Regions from separate parts of the Rattus norvegicus genome. Here region 2 is linked to region 1. A link is a contact called in public Hi-C data. All regions are on one chromosome and are shown on one strand. The core of a region is the stretch at or near the end of the contact, and the rest is flanking DNA. Distances in the headings are between cores, read along the strand shown. Region 1 overlaps LOC134479230 (a long non-coding RNA gene). Region 2 holds the start of Bbof1 (basal body orientation factor 1).

Region 1 (3,811 bases), core at 785-3,284:
TGAGGTAAAAGGCCCTCTGCCTTTTCTCCTGGGGCCTCTCACAGTTCCCTAAGGCACTGCTTATTGTGTATGTGTTCCCTTTGCTCTATTCTCCTTTTGAATCAGAAGTCCCAAAAAATAGAAAGAGAAAGTGAGGGGAAGTTTAAGACTTGAAGCAAGCATAATAAACATAATAAACTATAATAAACTCAAGGGAAAGATAGAAATAAAGTTTTCAGCCTTTGGAAGTGGAGGGTAAAATTCTTTCCCTCTATCCTGCATGCTCAGTAACCGGAAACTAAACCCAACATTGGCACACTGTAGACTCATGCATTTACAAAAGATCCCAGTCAACAGTGCAGCCTTACAGAGAGGACCAAAAAGACTGAGGTGTAAGGCTCAAAGTGACCCTTAACTCCCGGGAGATCCCCCAAGTGAGACAGGAAGACAGAGTTCGATGCAAATGCAAGAGATTTATTTTCCGGCACGTCAATGTCGATCTTCAATCAGTCCCCTGTGGTGAGTGACTAGAAGGCGACCTAACAAGCAGTTTTTATACTTTTTAGGAATACAGGTTAAATCAGCCAGGGTTGTTGTAAAAATATAAATGTAAAAAGGGTATAGTTGTCTTTTACTCGCTAGGTCCCCACCACAGTGCCCCAAGATATCTGCTACATGTCTTGGCGGAAACACACCCCAGCTGCGCACTTTCCTACACTCAAACCCTCACATAAAAGAACACACAACACAATAACCTTTGACCCAATTGGTAAGATATAATTGCCCACTTAAACATACAAAGCCTGGTACTATCCATTCCTTGAGAACATTAATAACAACCTGTAAATACACAGAACAGAATCTTAACGTCACCTGCCATCTTGTCCTGCCATGGCTTCTCTGCCCCTCTCTCCCTCCTTTCTCTCCTCTCTCCCTTAGTCTCCTCCTCTTCCTTCAAACTTCTCTCCCGCCCATCCTTCCTTCTCCTCCAATGACAGGCCTCCTTCTATCCTGTACCTGCCCTTCACCAGTACTTTACAAATTCAATAGAGAGGTGGTTCTGGTGAAGTCACCTGAGTTCTGAGTCCTTGACTAGGCAGCTGTCCTTGGGACAGTGGAATTAACATCAAAATACAGTAACTCTAGAGCAAACCACAAAAAGCCAGGTTACTGTTTAAACTGATTGGCTAATCATATTGACCTTTGAATCTATTGGCTAGCAAGCATATGGCATGAATTTGAACTCTATCTGGGACCAGAGGGTCAGGTGACTATTAGTCAGTACATTCTGCAGTTTTTCAAGAATGTCCCTGCTCCTCCTGAAAACTGTGGGTAGAGAATGGAACTTGGCCTAGTCTTGACCTGAGGCAGTAGGTGTAAAGCTCTCGAAAGCCCTTAGGGTCTTTCACAGGAACTCCATAACCTACCTACTTTCTATCAGGCCAAGCCTCTTAATAGCTCTTACACTTCAATGAGAACTAGGGTCTTTCAAAGACTTGAAGCTACTATAATAAACATAGTAAACTATAATCAGGTCAACGGAAAGATAGAAATAAAGTTTCAGTCTTTGGAAGTGGAGGGTAAAATTCTTTCCCTCTATCTTGCATGCTCAGTAACCTGAAATTAAACCCAACATTGACACACTGGAGACCCATGCATTTACTAAAGGTCCAGCCAAGAGTGCAGCCTTAGAGAGAGGAAGAAAAAGACTGAGGCACCAGAGCCCTTGCAACTTGTCACTCAGGGACTGTGAGAGGCAGAGACAGGAATTGATTCTTTAAAGTATGAATTAGTCAGAGAGTTGACATTATGAGAGCTCAGTGGATGGGCATCCTCAACAGCCTTCCTCTTCCTCTTCAGCCATCACGGTATATAGGGATGGGGAGCAAAGGTAGTCAGTCAATCGTAGTCATTCTTGCCCTCTGGCCGTGTGGTTGCCTTGTCTCAGACTGCACTTTTCCTTCATTACCTTTGCTCTGTGTAGCCAGGGAATGGTTTGCATGCTCCAGGGGCACGAGTCCCGAATTTCCCCAGTCAGTGTGTGGGTGATTAGCCTTGAGGGTAACTCGGAGCCAACAAACCATCAGCCGTGTGTACTTGATGAGCTGTCCTGTGGGTGTGCAGATCCATCCCTACAGAAGGAAGTGCACATGTAATTTGTAGGAGGGACTATGAAGTGTCTATCAAAATCCCGTCTCACTGTGTAGTTATGACGGACTGTCCTGGAACTTTCTATGTAGACCACATTTACCTCAAACTCACAAAGATCTGCCTGCCTCTGTCTCCTAACACGTACAATGAATGCTGGGATTAAAGGAATGCAGCTCCATGCCCAGTCGTAGCCATAAACATTTTACCCTGTGTCTTTTAATTCTATTTTTTTATTCTTTTATTCTGGGTTCTGAAACTCATGGTGCCCCTCCCCCAGCCATAGAATTATTTTTTTGCTACTTTATAACTGTAAATTTGCTACTGTTATGAATCATAATGTTGATGTTTGACATCCGACGGTCTTAGGTAAGCCCTCACAGGGGTTGAGACCCATAGGTTGAGAACCACAAATGTAAGTAAAAGACAATCTGATCCAGCTGAGGTCTACCCGGGTCTAAGGGCGTTACCTACCTTTAGGGATTTACAAGCACACATTAGCACAGGGATGAGTCCAACCCTTTTTTTTTATTATGACAATTTTGTATTAACATATCTTAGGTTTTACTCTCTTATGTTGATTGAGCACAGAAGTTTTTGAATCCTCAGGAAGTAAAAGGAGGAGCATTTTTCTGCCTTGAAGCCCTGTGAACACCCATAATGGAAAAGCTGTTTGTTAAACACGTGCAAGGCACCTGTTAGCACTTCCTCAAGCGTTGCACTGAGAGCCACATCTTGAATATGTTTCTTTGTTTGGTTGTAAACCTAAGTGCTTGCCAATTGCTTTGTAAACATCTTTCCTGCCCTAGGGCGGGTCAGCTGTCAAGTGTTTTGTAGCTCACAAGAGCCAGGCTACAAAATCTGAATTCCAACTCAGGTCCTGATGAATCAAAGTTAAGGACAAGGGTTTTTGTTGTTGTTGGCTTTTGAGTAAAAGTTGCTGAGTTACTTAAGTCAAGTTGCTTAAAAACCAGATCACAGTGTCTAGAACTATCAAGATCTTTTCTCTGTCTCTCTTGGGGCTACATTTAAGAGCCAGGCTACAGCAGGATGTCTTGAAGTGTTCTTGGCCTGACCCACTCGTGGGCAGTGACTATGGTCCTAAGATAGGGAGTGCATACAACCATTTCCCCTGGGCCTTCTTACATAGGCCTTGTTCACAGGCCTGGGCTCTTCAATGCAGATCACCAAAAGGGACAAAAGGCTGAGTCTTTGCTTCCCTACAGAGGTTGGCCCTCTAGGCAGACCCCAGGAGGGCACAGAGTTCCATGATTGCATGCTGGTCACTTGAGAGCTCCACAGAGTCCAAGGGCACACACACTTCCCACTGCAGTGTAGACCTAACTCCCAAAGGTCCTCAAAATCCCCTTTGTTATAAGACCCCGAAGCAGCCCTACCTTAGGAGTGCCACCCACAGAGCACAGATTGACAAAGTGACCGCTGCAATGGCGTGAGGGTATAAGGTTTTTTTTTGTTTGTTTGTTTTTTGTTTTTGTTTTTGTTTTTTTTTTTTTTTTTTGGTTCTTTTTTTTTTTTTTTTTTTTTTCCGGAGCTGGGGACCGAACCCAGGGCCTTGCGCTTCCTAGGCAAGCGCTCTACCACTGAGCTAAATCCCCAACCCCTGGGTATAAGGTTTTTAATCCACTTATGTGGGGTTGTTCATCCACACAGGGAGAGGCAAAAA
Region 2 (4,112 bases), core at 806-3,305, 340 kb before region 1:
AGACCTTGGGGATGTAGACAGGTAGAAGCAGAGTGTACAGTACACGTGCATCAGGTCGAAGTACACTGCATGGTACTCATGCGTCAGGTAGAAGTAAAGTGTATGGTACTCATTCATACATCAGGTAGACGCAGAGTGCATGGCAAGCATACATCAGACCCTAGGTTTGATCCCTAGAATATAACACTAAAAGGATGGATTCAAAAGGTGAGGTCCTTGGAAATTTAGATTGCACCAGCATTAAGAAAACACTGTGGTACAACAGACACCAGCTGTGTAAATGCATTAGGCATTTCACCTCTATTTGGATTCTATACAGTCTCCTGCAAGTGCATAAGCAGATCTTTCCTTACACTGTACCTTTCCTAACCTCTCAACTCCTGAGTTTTAGTCCCTTTGCACACCTACCTTTTGTTCTCTTCACATTCAGGCCAGCTCCATTTGCAATTTTCCAGCCTGACCTAGCAGCTGCTGTCCCTTTCCAGTAGGAATTAGACACTAGTAATGGATGCCTTCCTACAGACTCCCATTGTTACCCGAAAGTATCAAGAAGACTTATGCAATCAGATGTCTCTAAGAAAAAGACCACTAAGTTACTGGAGAAACAAAGTAGTTTCTCAAACAATGACCCCTGGAACATTCAAGGAATACAAAGTGTATTATTGATTCCCACTGGAGATGGAGAACCAAAAATCAAAACATGGCTGTGAGTTGCAAGAATGTGTTAAGCCCTTGGCAATTTGTAGAATGTGTTAGAGAAGTTATATTTTATTTTATTTTCCTAAGATTTATTTATTATTTTATAAATATGAGCACACTGTAGCTGTCTTCAGACACACCAGAAGAGGGCATCAGATCTCATTACAGATGGTTGTGAGCCACCATGTGGTTGCTGGGAATTGAACTCAGGACCTCCGGAAGAGTAGTCAGTGCTATCAGTCACTGAGACATCTCTTTAGTCCATATTTTGTTTTCTTAGTCATCTTGCAGAATATATGTTAATAGAAGCAAGTGGGAGAACACTTGGGTATCAGGACGCCCTAAATTTAATTTTCGGGGTGGGGGAGGGGTCTACAAATGTATCAACTTACACAGGAAAAAGTATATAGAAAAATGATAGTAGTGGTTAACTATGGATGGTAGATGACAGGTGGTTTTCTTTCTTCTCTAGTGCTTTCCATATCTCAGAAGATTTCTGCACTGAATATAAAGTTACTCTTTTAAGTTACTTTGCGGAAGATGGTACCTAGGACCCTGCACACAAGCACCCTATCACTTGTTTTTAAAGACAAGGTATCCCTATGTCGTGCTGCCTGTGATCTGTCAGCCTCCACAGCAGTGGGACCGACCATAGGTGTGTGTTACTAAACTTTTCTCCAGAGAATTCACTTTACAATCACAAGTTTAAGGGATTCCTTTGCAGTTCTAATCTATGGGGTTGAACTCTTTGTGGGACTCCAAAGTCTTGAAGAATGATCCGGTAGCCCAGTAATTCTGCTGACGTTCTAGCAGCAACTCCAAAGCGCCATGGAGTTAGCTCTAGAGCCGTACAGTGAGTGAATGAGTGAGCGAATGTGTGTTCTGATCGGTCTGGTCAAATCATTTCGCGTGCTTCCTTTGATCCAAAAAGGATTCCTGAGAGACCCAAGAAACAACTTTAACCACTCAGACAAGAGCTCGAATACAACTACACCAATTCTTATCAGTCTCACAGTGGAGATCTCTCAGATCCTAGGACCAGTAAAGAATGAACAACAGGAGCTGTCCACAAAAGCCTGACAGAGGCAGCCAGTTAGCGCTTCAAAATGCCAAGGGTAGGCAGGGGGAATGGGGACCTTGGCGTCGCCGCTGCTCTTACTTTTGATCTTGCTCTTTGTTTTTGACTTTCCTCTTGTCCTTTGCCGGCATTTTGACTTCTCCAGGAGTCTCACGGTGCCGGTCTCCTGGTGGCCGCCACCTGGGCCGACTCCGTCTCTAAGGAAACCACCACGCCGAAGGGCTAACGTCCTCCGCGCCGTTGAGGGCACGCGGAGAGCGCACGCGCGTGACGTGACCGCGGCGAGGGGCGGGGCGGAGATCGCTCGGAGGCGGCGGGCGTCCGCGCCAGGGCGGCGCGCGCGGTGAGTGTGCACGAGCCTCGGCGGCGCTCCCCGGGTTGGAGCCGGGCGGGAGGCCGGGAGCTCGGGAGGGGCGGGAGTCGGTCGCGGAGCTGCGGCGTCTTATCCTCCAGAGACTTGCCTCGCGCCTGCTGAGGCTCCATTGCCGGCGGCTCTCCGACCGGCTAGCGCGCGTCGGAGCGGCGCCTCTGGGGCTTGAAGCGCTTCCAGTCTGGCCGGCGGATCTTCCAAGCCTCTGGCGCGGCCACCGTGGCGGTCCTGCCCTCATCCCTGCTTCTGTCTCGGCGGCGCCCGCGCTGCCCGCCTCATGCTTACCTCCCCTCCATCCTCGTTTCTGTCTCGCGGGCACCCTGGAGGACAGCGCACCCGGGGACATCCCAGGCCAAACGCTTTCAGGGAGGCAGTTGACTTTCCGAGGGCGGTGGCTTGGGTGAGGCTGTCAGTCTCCGCGGGTCAGCGGGCTCGGGTGCTCAGACTCGGGCTCCCCTGCCTGGAGCGGTGTGGCGGGGAGGATCGTCCGTCCCCGTGTCTGAGGTGGCAGGTGCTTAGCTCCAGCCGACCGCCAGGTTCCTGTTAGCTAACATCGCCCACATCCTCTAGTGACTGAAGTCCCATTTGCTGCAAGTTGCATAAAGTTGCAAGCGCTTGCCTCGCACCCTGGTTCCCGAGGAGTACTCCAGTATTCTAGTTTGTCCAGAGGAGGAACCCTGTGATTATGCCTTCATTCACTGAGAGTGAGTGAGTCATTACGGAAGACAGGTATTGTGGCTGCCATGTCAATAGGAGGCTTGGGAGTGAAGCTCTGTTCTGCTTTATCCTCCAATTCAAATTACATTTAACATCTATTTGAAGTGTCATTGTTAGAACACCCCCTCCCTCTCTCTATAGTCCTTAACTATAAGGTGAAGTCTTTGACCTCTAATTTTTCTTTTTTCCCCCACCTCACCCCCCAGGGGGCGAGTTAGTGGTAGTGGTTTATGTAGTTTGTAAATTTTGCGGTTAGAGTAAGCAAGTAGATTTGTTAAGAGACCTTGAAAACCCGACGGAACTTTCTGCTAGCGCGGCTATGGCTTATTTTGATTCTATTTCTGGTGCATTTCCCCTCTCTGTGTGACTTGCCATGAACTCACGAGTAGAATCATCTCTACATAACGTACCTCCCCTTAGATGATAAGATGGAGATAATCCAGTGCTCTTAACCTTGGACCCATCTCTCCAAACCCTCACACTCTTTTGAGATCGAGCCTCACTATAGGTATTTCCCTGGGCTAGAACTCTCAAAGATCCTTTGCCTCTGAGTGCTGGAATTAAAGATGTGGATGGAGCCTGACAAGATTGCTTCTTAATATATGTATAGTACTTTAAATTTTTTTTTTCAAAACAGGATTCCTCCACGGAGCCTTGGCTGTCTCTGTAGACCAGGCTGCCCTGGAAATCACAGAGATGAGTCTGCTTCTGCCTCCCGAGTGGTGGGATTAAATGCGTGGGCCACCAGACTTAGGTGGCCGTTTTTTGTTTTGTTTTGTTTTTGTTTTGCTGTTGTTGCTGTTGTTGTTTATTTTTATTTTTTTGAGGCCAGATCTCAAGGTGTAGACCAGGCTACCCTTGAACTCATCTGCCAGCCTCTGCCTCCGGAGTGCTGGGATTCAAGGCGTGCACCACCACATTAGCTATGCACAGTGCTTTAAAGAACTTATAATTTACTGTGTTTTATCAAACATAAATAATGTTTTCGATATTATAATAAAATTATATCATCTCAACTCTTTTTTGTTGTTTTTGTTTATTTGTTTGTGTTTCTTTGAGACAGTGTTTCTTTATGTGTAGCCCTGGTTGTCCTGGAACTCTCTCTGTAGACCAGGCTGACCTAGAACTCTCAGAGATCCGCCTATCTCTGCCTTCTGAGTGCTGGGATAAAGGTGTGTGCCACCACCAACTGGGCTCATCACTCTTTTGTGAATGTTTTATAAATTGATTTTTTTTTAAGATTAAAAC

The links. Hi-C and Micro-C count contacts between places; a contact is called where the count stands out from the background.
Region 2: a contact with region 1 is called in a Hi-C map of liver, with 4 times the contacts expected there. The contact joins the promoter of Bbof1 here to the enhancer-like site in region 1. A contact is called at or near these places in 2 of 12 Hi-C or Micro-C datasets (the Rat2 cell line and liver).

The regions. Positions count from the first base shown.
Region 1 is chr6:109,447,949-109,451,759 of GRCr8, reverse strand. It overlaps LOC134479230 (a long non-coding RNA gene), which reads right to left. Exons shown (of 3, transcript XR_010052282.1): 3 at 1,621-2,111. Among named protein-coding and RNA genes, the nearest start is that of Acot6, 14 kb to the left of the region's middle. Within about 2 kb of position 2,034, at least 5 of the 93 cell types and tissues checked have an H3K27ac peak or open chromatin away from gene starts, as enhancers often do. A contact at or near this core is called in liver, where this site is marked.
Region 2 is chr6:109,784,306-109,788,417 of GRCr8, reverse strand. Bbof1 (basal body orientation factor 1) reads right to left here and starts at 2,055. Exons shown (of 12, transcript NM_001395618.1): 1 at 1,859-2,055. The coding sequence starts at 1,908. It also overlaps a transcript of Entpd5 not described here.